3 separate regions of the Ovis aries genome follow, and all the other regions are linked to region 1. The links are chromatin contacts, called in public Hi-C maps. All regions are on one chromosome and are shown on one strand. Each heading gives the region's core, a stretch centred on a gene start, on an enhancer-like site or on the middle of the called end of the contact. The rest is flanking DNA. Distances are from core to core; before and after follow the strand shown.

Region 1 (3,773 bases), core at 922-3,421:
TCAGCTCCCCTATACTCTCCTTTACCCCCAAACTCACAGGTCTAAAACCAAATATGTCTCCTTCCCCTGGGAACTTGGTCAGCTGAATTCCTCTAAGGACTCATGCTATCCCTCCCTCCCAAGGCCTCTGAAGCCTATTCCCCAATTTCCTGCTCATCTGGCCCCCTCTTTCCTGCTGTCCTAGATCGAGGCTTTATGACCAACGCCCAGATCCTGGGGGGCAGCAGGCAGTGTGGTTAAGACACCAGACTGTCTCTCTGACCCTTACTAGCTGTGACCCTGGGCAAGTCACTTCATCTCTCTGAGCCTCAGCTGCAGCCTCCTAAATGGCAATAACACAGGGATGCCTGAGTAACTCATGACATAACTGGTATAAAGCAGCGACAGGCACTGAACGCCCCCCCACACCACCTATCAGTTGCAGCATTGTTTTTGGAATCGTGACAGTCCTCACTCACTCAGGCTGGTGCTGAGGGCAGGACAGGTCAGACTCCAATACACGGCCCCTGCCCTGAGTTGACAGTTCAGACTGAACTTGGCATTCAAGGCTCTGCACAATGGTGGCCTCGCTGTTTGCTCCAGGCAGGCCTCCCAGGGTGCCCAGGCCTCAGAGTCCACAAACATCTACACGCCACCCTACCCCACCAGGCCTGCACACATTCCCACCACAGGGAAGGCAGAACAAGCTGCTTGGGTGTCAGCCCTCAGCCTTTCTGGGATCCCAGATTCAGGGATGGTGGTGAGTAGTGCTCTGTCTAGGGCCAGAGGGTGTCGGAGGGTCAGCCCTGCTCCAGCTGTGCAAGAGAGACAGTTCCACCCAGGATCCCTAGCTGCCTCCACAGCTGCTGCCTCTGACCTGCCCAGTCTCAGGGCCTGCGGGGCAAGGCCCCGCAACTGAGGACACTCAGTACCAGAAAGGGTGGGTGTTTTCCCTAGCGTCACACAGTCTGCCTGAGGGGTGAAGCTGGGGGTGGTGAAACTTTTCCCCAGAGAGGTTTTTATATCTCCTTCTCTCCCGATCCCCCATTCTGGATGTCCCGGGACCCCGGAGACTCTGAGTGGGGGGGGGGGGAAGAAGTGAGGCCCGGCTTCACCACCCCGGAGTTCCCTTCGCATATCTGGAGAGGGACTCGGGCCCGGGATCGGGAAGGAATGAGGGTCAGATGGCAGGGCAGATGGGCGGGGCCGGGTGGGGCGGGGGACGGGGATCTCATCTCCGGCCCTGGTTGGGCCCTACCTGGGGAGCTGCCCACTGGACTCCGGGCTCCCGGAGCCGCCGCTTCTACCTGAGGGCACAGGGTCAGCAGGTAAAGTGTCTCCGGCCCCGCACTCCCTAGCCACTTCCGGCTCCTCTAGGACTGGGCGAGATCCCGGTTCCGCCCCTTCCACGAGCTAAGGGCGGCCTCTGCAGGTCCCAATCCGTCTAGACTCCACCCACCAGGGAGGCCCGCCCCGCCCGGTCCCCACGCCCAGGGGCGCCCTTTCACCTACAGTGTCCGGGGCGGGGCCGAGCTTCAGGCCCCGCCCCCGAGCTCCAGCCCGCCCCGCCCCCCGAGCTCCAGGCCGGGCTCCCGGGTCCCAGTCCACCCCGCCCCACGAGTTCCAGGCCCCGCCCCCGGGCTCCAGCCCGCCCCGCCCCGCCCGGCGCCCTAGCGCTCCCCGAGGGACCATACCCGTGGCCCGCCGCCACCCCAGCACCGGGAACGGCGGAAAAGCCAGGATTTGGGAATCGAGCCGACCTAAGCCTGCCTGGCTTTGCTCCTAGCTCGCTGTGCGACTTTGGTAAATTCTTTCCCCCGTCTGACCCCGCTTTCTGCTTTATGGGGATAGCGCCCCCGCCCTTGCAGGATTTTCGAGATGACCTGAAATGACTTTGTGAAGCATCAGGCGCTCGAAAGTCCCCTCTTAGGGGCAGCTTGGAATTCCTAATCCCACCTCCAACATCCCCCCCGACCCTCCTCCAAGGCTGGATCGGACCCTCGTATTATTCACTCACATGGCTCACAGCTATAATTTCATATTCGCTTGAATTTGATGTTATGGTCTGTCTCTTGGAATTCCGTGAGAGCAGGTCACGTTCACGCTTACACCCCAGCGTCCAGTTCAGTCCTGAAATACAGCAGGAACTCAATAAATGCCGGCTCTTCATTCCATCCCGTCGATGCAACCCTGGTGGAGCGGAAGCGGGGGGTCAATACCTCCACCGGCCAGCAGAGGGCAGGCGATGACCAGCTTTCTCGCCGAGCTGGCGCCGCGAGAACAGGAAAGTCCAGGTGCGCGAAGCTTTGAAGTATCCATGGACCCGCAAGCCGCGGGCCGGGGGCTTGGGCATCTGTGGTTCGTGACTTGTCCTGGACCAAAGACGTCTCCGACAACCTGTGAGGATGGACGGCCCCTGAAGATGCTCTGAGAAAGGTCAGCAGGTGAAGGAGTTTGCTGTAAAGGCAGAGAAAACCCAGGAAAAGCTGGGAGGAATGGGACTCAATGGCAGTCAGGCTTAGAAAGTACTAGCCAGTGGGGAGTGAGAGGTGGCTGCTGTTGTTCTGTGACTCGAGATGGCAGGAGCTGGCTGGAAGGACCTCAGCTGTCCTAGATTTAGCAAAAGTCATTTGGTGTCAGTCTTGAAACCGGGCTGTGTCTGCTGGTGTCTCAGAAGAGCCGGGATGGGAGCAGAGCTATTTCGGGTGGCCAGAGGGCAGAGTTATGCCACAAACATGTCTGTGGAAGCATCGTATATAAACACTATAATCAGCAGGGAAACCCTGGAAACTTCAGAAATCCTTCAAGGGAGTCTGGGAGGGAAGAGAGGAGAGAGAACAGGGGTTGTTGCTAGAGATAGCACAGTAATTCTACCTCTGGGGGCCTCAATTTCCTCATCTGCAAGATGGAGATAAAAATCTACCTTGTAGGATTGCATTGGATTAAACAGGATGAACTGAATCAGTGGTTCTCAACCTTGGTTGCACATTGAAATCACTGTGCCCTTGGCAAATACTGATGCCTGGGGTGCGAGAATTAAAAAAAAAAACAACTCTCCAGGTGATTGTAATGTGCTGCCAAGGCTGAGAACTACAGAGTTAAATAAAACACTGAACACAGAGCAGGGCACACACTAGGGGTTCAACGTTTAGCACATTTTTCAAAAAATGGAGCACACATTGTTTTCATTGCTCTTTGTTAGAGAAATAAGTTGATACAAAGATTGTTGCAGAAATTGGATTTCCGACAGGCTTGTTTCCGGAACCATGAATCATCTGGGATTTGATGCTTCCGGAGGTGGGGGAAGACAGAGGCAGCCTTGGGTAGTATGACTTGTCCTAACACCCAACTGAGCTAAACAAGGCAGGGACCACCCTGTTCTAGCTCGTGGTTTGCATCACCGTCTCTGAGGCATCTTTTGAGCATGCAAGCAGCTTGAATGCTTGTGTTTGCCCATTTCTGGGGTTAAGGATAGAGGCAGTTTTCTCCTCTCCCTCAGTACCCTCGAGCGGTGGTGGTGGGTGGGGGTATGCCACTGTTTGTCTTTTGAGTAACCCGTCAGTGCAGGGGGGCACTTCCTTCTCTATGGATCTTGGTAGCCGTATGTGCTTTGTCACAGACCCAGTGATTATTCACTGCACCTCACTGCTTTCTTGCTGGGTGAACCCACCCTGAAGTACCATGAGGACCCACTCACCCAGGCCTGCAGCTGTGACCCCTTGCCATGGGCAGCAAGACTGGCTGCAAGCAAGAGTGGGCTCCTCAACGACTCCTGGTGGTCTGGCCCTGCTGAA
Region 2 (3,630 bases), core at 880-3,379, 140 kb after region 1:
ACAACCAGCACTTTGAGCTTCTGGCCCTGCTGTCTGCTCTGTGGCCCGCCTCACGTCAGACACCCGGCCTCACTGGTCTGCTCATCCTGGCCTCTTGTTTCTCAACACCTGCGTCCTCAGAGGTCACACTCTGCTCCCAACCTGTACCACGTCACCCTAAACCTTGGGCACCTACTCCTGCTTCCAGCCCAGGACCTAGCCTCTCGCCTCTACCCTTGACACCAACTGGTCACTACGCAGAGCCACTCAGGAACGTCTTGGGTATACCTCAAACTCAACACACCCCCAACATGCCACACTGCGGAGCACGTGTGTCCCTCCAGCCTCTGCCAAGCAGCGGGGGCTGCCCCGCGGCTGGAGGACCAGCACAGGCTCTCACCCTGGCGTCCGCCGTCTGCGCCACCTCCCGGATCTTCTTCACCCAGTCCTGAAGCTCCTCCTGTGAGTCGGCAGCCACGTCCAGGGACCAGTGTGCCACTGAGGCCATGCTGATGGAGAAGACGAACAGCCGGTTGTTCTTGCCCTCGGGACGGATGGCTGGAGGGAGGGAGGAGAGGAGAGGAGAGCTGGGGATACGGGGCTGAGCCCCCACCCCACCCCAAGCATGGGCAGAGCTCACTCCCTTCCTCTTCAGGGTGGAGGACGGGCAGCCCAGAGACAAGCCCCTGCCCCCACCTCTAAGCCTGTCTCAGCCAAGGACCAGCCCTCCAAGACCACGGACTTCAGCTCGCCAGCGGCATCATCCCCAGTGTCTGCACAGGGCGAGCACGCAGGCCTCAGAGCCGGGGGGCAGGGGATGGGGAGCCAGAGGGTGCCGAGGTGTCCGGGAGTGGGGAGAGCTCAGAACGAGGGCAGCCTGTGGGGCCCAACCCTCAGCTTCCTCTCTCTGGGCATGGAGAGAGCCACCAGGGACAGCCTGAACCTGAGGGGCAGAGAAAGGGCTGGGGCTCACCTATCTGACAAGCTGGCACATCCAGGACCCCCCGCAGCAAGTCCCCGAGCGGGCTGTTCTCGTCCAAGTGCTGAGGGAGGCAAAGCCCAGAGTCAGCAAGACTGCTGTGTGCACGAGGGGATGCCTGCATGCACGTGAGAAGTACACCCGACAGACGAACATGAAACCACATGCGTGCGGCCCGTGTTCATCAGACTGCGGCCTGCGTGTGGTGACGGGACCACGGGAGGGCTGTGCGCGTGCGGGGGGGTGGACGCCGTGCGGGAGGCTGAGCACGGGAATCCCCTCCCACCGACGTGGCCCTGCTCTCACCTCCCTCTCGGGCTCCAGGGCCGCCGGGCTGACCATTTCCTCCACGTAGTTTGAAGGGAACCACAGCTGCTTCTTCCCACCGTAGTCACCCCGCCACCTGTGGAAGCCGCAGGGTGCTGACCCCAGGGACCACCCCAAACTCCCGAGAGGAAGCAGCTCTGCGGGTGCATCGGGACCCACACGGGTCCTTGCCTCCCAAGCCCCTCTCGCGTGTACACGGCCAGCGCCCAAGACGCCTGGCCTGCACCAGGGGCTCTCGAGGGCTCACCAGCCTCCCTCCTGCTTCTCCACATTCTGGATGATGGCGCTCTTGGTGAATGTCAGCTCGTCCTCCCGCTGAGCCTTGTAGTCGAAGAGAGCTTTGACGGCACACTGAGGGAGAGAAGCCCTGGTCCAGCAGACAGGCCTCCCGCTCCTCCTCTCCCACCCACGGCTGCACGTGCACCAGCCCTTGTGACCACTCTCCCCCGGGCCTGCAGGAGGCACCAGGGCAAAGGGGACAGATGAGCCAGGGCTTCTGGAGGGAAGCTCCTCTGGGTTCGGGGGGACCTCGCAAGCCCCCACACTGGGCCCCAGGAGTTAGACCGGGAAGCTGGGATGGGAGGTGCTGAGCACCTCCTCTAAGACCAGGATGGCTTGGGGTGTGGCTGGCACTCCACCATTCAGCAGCTTCAAAGTAAGAGAAGGAATGTGGTCCCAAGCTCCCTACTGATGAGGGGAAATGAGGTAAAGAGCCCAGATCCTCACCCCTTAGAAACAAAGCCCCAAAGAGGAAGATCCGCCTATCTGAGGAAGCTCAGCAGCAGCCAGTGTGCCCCACCCCCACCTGCTGCCAGCAGGAAGGAAACGGGGGTCACCCCAGGGAGGAGTCTGGACGGGTCAGTGCTGACCCCTGGGACAGTGGCTGGGGCCAGCCCTGGGAGAGCTGTGGTCATACACCAACCACACACTTCACAACACCTCTTGGGCCTCGGAAAACCACAAATACCACTTCTGCACAAAGACCGCAGGCTGCCCTGCACCCCACAGCTGGGGACCCTCCCCAGCTTCCTACGCCCAGAGCCCAAGGCTGTACCTTAAACGTGGGCATAGGGTTCGCCTCCACATAGAAGCCAGGGTTGCGGCCCTCGTACAGCGCACCATAGTCAGGCTCCTGGAAATGGGACAGGACAGGCCATGTTAGTGCCCAGAAGTGAAAGCAGCTGCTGGCTTCCGTGTCCCCTCCTCACCAAGCTGCCCGTCTGCCCCTTTCACACACCTGGTCAGCCAGGGTTCCCAACCTCAGGGGCCTAGAACACCCCTCCTCTTTCCTCACTCTCATCTTGGCCACCTTGTCCACGACTCTGAGACGAGGCGGCTCCAGAAGCCGCCTCCACCCCTACCTCCTCTCAGACCCCAGCCCCAGTGGGCGGCCCTCGCCCTGGCCACCTGGGCCCACTGAGGACAAGAGCCTGGAGTGGACGTTCTGCCAAGGCCCCACTGTCCTCGCTGCGGCCATGATCCTGGCTCCTGCACCACAGCCTGCCTTCACGCTGGCTTCTCCGTGGCTCTGCCCTTCTCAAACACATCTCTGTAGCCTATGAACCCCTGCTGTGCTCCCACCCCCCACCAGGTGGACCCCCTACCTGCGTGAACTCTGGGACCTCCCCTCCCCACCCCACCCCCTGGCCCATAGGGACAGTTCTGCTGAAACCCCTGTTCCCCACCTCCTCACCCACACAACCGCCCTGGCCTCACAAACACACACAGAGGCCCTCCCTCCAGGATGCCTCCCTGGGTCTCCGATGGGCTGGCTGGCCCCCCGGCAGCATGCAGGCCGCTCTGTCCCTCGCATCCACCCTGGGACTGCTGGGTGCTGGCCTGCCCTGCGGTGAGCCTGGCAGTTCCCGGAGGGCCGGTAGGTCTCCTGCGCCCTGCCCCCTGCCCCCTGCCCCCAGGCGCTCACAGCAGTGCCAATCTTCTCCAGAGCCTCCTCGTTGATGGGGTAGCGCAACTTCATCTTGCGGTACAGCGGATGCTTCTCGTAGTAGCTGACGAGGTCAACAAGGCTGTCAAACTCTGAGTTGCCCAGCATCACGGTCTGGCCCTCCTGCTGGACACGGCAGTGCTTGATCTTTCCCTCAGCCCTTGACAGAGACAGAGGAGCCACACGGGGTTAGCGGGCCGGGACCAGGAGTGCCCTGCACGGCCTCCAGCCCCCCAGGGCTACCCCCTCACCGGAAGGAAATAGCGTAGGAGTTGGGCTCGTTCCGTTTCCGCACCAGGAAGGCCCCGTCCCGGGGGACACGCATCAGCATGTGCTCGGCCTGCGCTCTGGTCAGGCTGGCGTGGTACCACCTGTGGATGGACAATCTGTGTCAGCCCCG
Region 3 (3,521 bases), core at 962-3,461, 170 kb after region 1:
TTTTCTCCTGCAGGCTGCCAGGGCCCGAGGAGGGGTCACGGAGGAAGGTGGCTGTCGTGTGGAAGTTCAGCAGCTGTGTGAGATCTGGAGTGTGTGGCTGAGGATGGCTGTCTCACCACAAGACCTTCCTTCCTCCCCGTCTCCTCAGTCATCTACACGCCATACCCAAGGTCTGGAAGACCTTCTCTTGGGGGGTGTCACTTCCTGAACCCTCTTCCTCTACACAGTCCTAATTCTGAGCCTGGCTCTAACTCCAGTCTCGGGGTGGGGGTGGGGGTAGAGGGGGTTCTTGCAGGAAGCAACCCACAGCCTGGGGTTGCAGACACATCATCTCACACTTGGAGGTGGGCGAATGGAGGGCAGAGCTGGGGGGCCCATCCGGCCACAGCACAGGCACGCACTCAGTGGAATCACTCTCTGAAGGATCTGGGGTTTTTCAAAATCCCCCAACACACTCTTTCCCAGAAGCAGCCAAGGTCAGGTCTGGGACAGCAAAGAGGCAGGAAATAGTAGCCGCTCCTGGCTCCCTCCAGCCACAGGACGCAGGACACAAAGAGCTGGACCCCAATTTGGCTGCGTCCTCTTGAAGAGTACCTGACACGAAGCAGCGAGGCTGGGCTTTCTGGGGCCAAGCTCTGGAGAATGTGCTTCCAAAGGACAAGGGGAAGGCTGGCCTCTTTCCCTGCCCTGGCTTTGGGAGTCTGCCCACGCACACAGACCTCCAAAATTCAGTTTCAGGACAAAAGAAGCGGCGGGAAAAACATCCACTGCCTCCTCTCGGGCTTTTCCAAACCAAACAAGACCACCTTCCTCCCTGGCCCCAAGAGAGAGATGAGTAGGCCCGGCTCTGCTCCAAAACCAGCCCTACGCCAACAGCTGCCTAAGTTCTACTTGGGGAACCCAAAGGTTCCTTTGTAAGTAGGAGCCCGGCCGTGAGGCCCAGAGGTGCACCAGATTGCTCTTTTTGGAAAAACGGTGCATCTGGTCTGGCCTCCGGTTCCGCGGCTGCCGGGGAGAGGACACTGCCTCGGCCGACACCGCTCCCGGGGTGTCGGGGGACCCGACGCCGGCCCCGCTGGTCTCCAACTCGCTAGGATTTTTAGGCCTCTGGGCAAAGCGCCTGGAACACTCCCCCCCTTGCTGGGGGAGGGGGTGTCCTGTCAGGTGACTGAGGACCCGGATGCCCCCCGCCCCCGGTGACCACCCTGGCCGAGGCGGGGGCGGGGCCCGAAAGTTCGCCGGAGTCTCTCCAGCGGCGGCCCCCGGGCGCGCGCAAGCCGGGGCGCAGACCCCGCGCCGCCCGAGCGCGCGCGCCCGCGCAGCAGGCCCGGGGAGCCGGGGGTGTGCAGCGAGGGGGAGCGCACTTACTGGCCCCCTCGATCTTGTCGGCGCCTCGGCTCCACGTGATCTGCCGCGTCTCCAGCTTGACCTGGAAGGTCTTCCGCTCGGGCCGCTGCGACTTCTTGGAGTAGAACAAAGTCATGACGGTGCCCACCTCGAGGCTGCGGCAGAGGTGCACCACCTCGGCGTCCGAGGGCGCGCCGGGCCCGCAGCCATTGGCGCAGGGGGACGCGGCGCCCGCCATGGCTCGGGTGCCGGGGGCGGCGGCGGCGGCGCAGGCCCGGCGGGAGCGAGCTGGCGGCGGCGGCGGCGGCGCAGGCGGCGGGCGAGCGGACCCCGGCGGCGGCGGCTCCTGCGGGCGGAGACGGGGCGGGGCCTGAGCGGGGGCGGGGCGGTCCTGCAGGCCCCGCCCCGGCCCGCGCGCCGGGAACAAAGGCGCCCGCGCGCCCGTGGGGAGGACCCCCGCCCGCCGCGCCTGCGCCCCGAGACCCCCCGGGCAGGCCCCGCGTCAGGGCACGCGCGCGCGCGCCTCCCGCAGTCCGCCAGCCGGGCCCACGGCCCCGCGGGGTCTCTTCGCGCCGCCCCGGACACAGCCCGGCTGCCACGGCCGGTCCCGTCACGCGCGGCAGCCTCGCGCCGGCCCGGCCGTCTGTCGCGCGCGCACAGGCGGCTGCCCAGCCCACCGTCCCGCACAGGCCCGGCCGCGGCGGCTCCTTCCGAAGCCCGCTAGCGGGGCGACGCCCGCGCGGCCACCGGGAAAAGAAGTGCAGGCCCGGGGCGCCTCCCGGGGCCCGCCGGTCAAACCCGGTACCTGGGAGGGCTGCCCGGCTGAGGGAACCAGGCCAGGCCGGGCCGCCTTAGACCGGCGGCGGCGGCGGCGGCGGCGGCGGCGGAGGAGGAGGCGAGTCCTCCGCGCGTCCTCTCCAGGGCGGGGCGGGGGCGGGGCCACCCGGTGATTGGTCGGCAGGCTCTGACGGACAGTCTGAGTGTCCCGCCTCTCCCCCCTCCCTTCCCCGGGCAGCCGGGGGCGGCCCCGCCGGCAGCGCCTCCGACCGTCGGACCCACGATCTTCCTGGCCCTGCGGCCGAAGTGGCCTCGCGGGTGTGTGTGGGGAGTCCCGTTATTCGGAGTAGCCCACAGGCCTGAGCATCCCCTGCGAGCCCTCCAGTGGTCTTGGCCTGGCCATACACTTCGCACCCCCACGCCGCGAGTATCCACGCGACTAGGATGGGGACTCAGGCCCTACGGCTCCGCACCATTCCTGCAAATGCTCTCCCGAGCTTTGGTTTTCCCGGGCCGACTCTATCCCTGTTTTCCTCCTCGGTCTCTGGCCGCTGCCTTTCGACACCTCAGCAACTTCTCTTGCTCAGGGGTGGGTCCTGAGTCAGTTCCCAAGGCGGCCTGACCTCTCAGCGTCACTGCCCCCCGCCCCCTGCCAAATTCAGGCACCCGAGCGCCGAAGCTCTATCCCTCCCTGCATCCCGTTACCTGTTCCACAACCCCACGTAGCACAGACATCTCACATCTCTCTTCAAATTGCTTCTCCCATGGTCTTCAGTTTCTCAGAACATGCCTCTGGTAAGGTGCTCGGGCTAAAACCGATGGAGACAGCCTTGGTTCCTCTCTCTCTCTCCCTCAACCCCACAGCACTCCGTCAAGTCCCATTCCGTCTGCCGTCCCATGTCTCCGCTCTGCCCACAACCTCAAGGCCCATCTTCTCTCATCCAGACTATTTACCCTCCTTGGTTTTGCCTGCATGTATTCCCTATGCTCTAGTTTGTTTGTTTCTTTTTAAATTTGGCTGTACCGGGTCCTAGTTGCAGCATGCAGGATCTTTTAGTTGGGGGCTGTGGGATCTAGTTCCCTGACCAGGGATCGAACCCAGGCCCCCTTTGTTGGGAGTGCAGTCTTAGCCATTGGACCACTAGGGAAGGCCCTATGCTCTGGTCTTCAAAATGAAATTAAATCCTGACTCCCTACCTCCAGGCTCAAATCATCCAGAACTTGCCATGGCACACAAAATCCCCTACCTGGCCCAGCAGGTCCAGCATGGTCTGGCCCCTTTCTATCCCACTTCATCTCTCACCACCTCCCTTTCATTCCATTCTCCAGGCACAAGTTCTTTTGGTGATTATTCGATTAATCTGTACTCTTTGTGTTGCTACAGCCACTCCCTAGAC

The links. Hi-C and Micro-C count contacts between places; a contact is called where the count stands out from the background.
Region 2: a Hi-C map of liver shows a contact between it and region 1, with 4 times the contacts expected there. The contact joins the enhancer-like site here to the promoter of LPIN3 in region 1. A contact is called at or near these places in 11 of 16 Hi-C or Micro-C datasets (blood, hypothalamus, liver and 7 more).
Region 3: a Hi-C map of muscle shows a contact between it and region 1, with 4 times the contacts expected there. The contact joins the promoter of PLCG1 here to the promoter of LPIN3 in region 1. A contact is called at or near these places in 6 of 16 Hi-C or Micro-C datasets (blood, liver, mixed tissues and 3 more).

The regions. Positions count from the first base shown.
Region 1 is chr13:69,953,066-69,956,838 of ARS-UI_Ramb_v3.0, reverse strand. It overlaps LPIN3 (lipin 3), which reads right to left and starts at 2,171. Exons shown (of 21, transcript XM_060397038.1): 1 at 1,997-2,171.
Region 2 is chr13:69,809,215-69,812,844 of ARS-UI_Ramb_v3.0, reverse strand. PLCG1 (phospholipase C gamma 1) reads right to left here. Exons shown (of 33, transcript XM_027977197.3): 19 at 3,482-3,601; 20 at 3,210-3,390; 21 at 2,340-2,417; 22 at 1,533-1,636; 23 at 1,265-1,361; 24 at 953-1,022; 25 at 380-537. Among named protein-coding and RNA genes, the nearest start is that of PLCG1, 27 kb to the right of the region's middle. Within about 2 kb of position 2,129, at least 1 of the 54 cell types and tissues checked has an H3K27ac peak or open chromatin away from gene starts, as enhancers often do. A contact at or near this core is called in liver, where this site is marked.
Region 3 is chr13:69,782,905-69,786,425 of ARS-UI_Ramb_v3.0, reverse strand. PLCG1 (phospholipase C gamma 1) reads right to left here and starts at 2,211. Exons shown (of 33, transcript XM_027977197.3): 1 at 2,153-2,211; 2 at 1,369-1,693. The coding sequence starts at 1,585. LOC114117629 (a long non-coding RNA gene) reads left to right here and starts at 1,800. Exons shown (of 2, transcript XR_009595971.1): 1 at 1,800-3,521.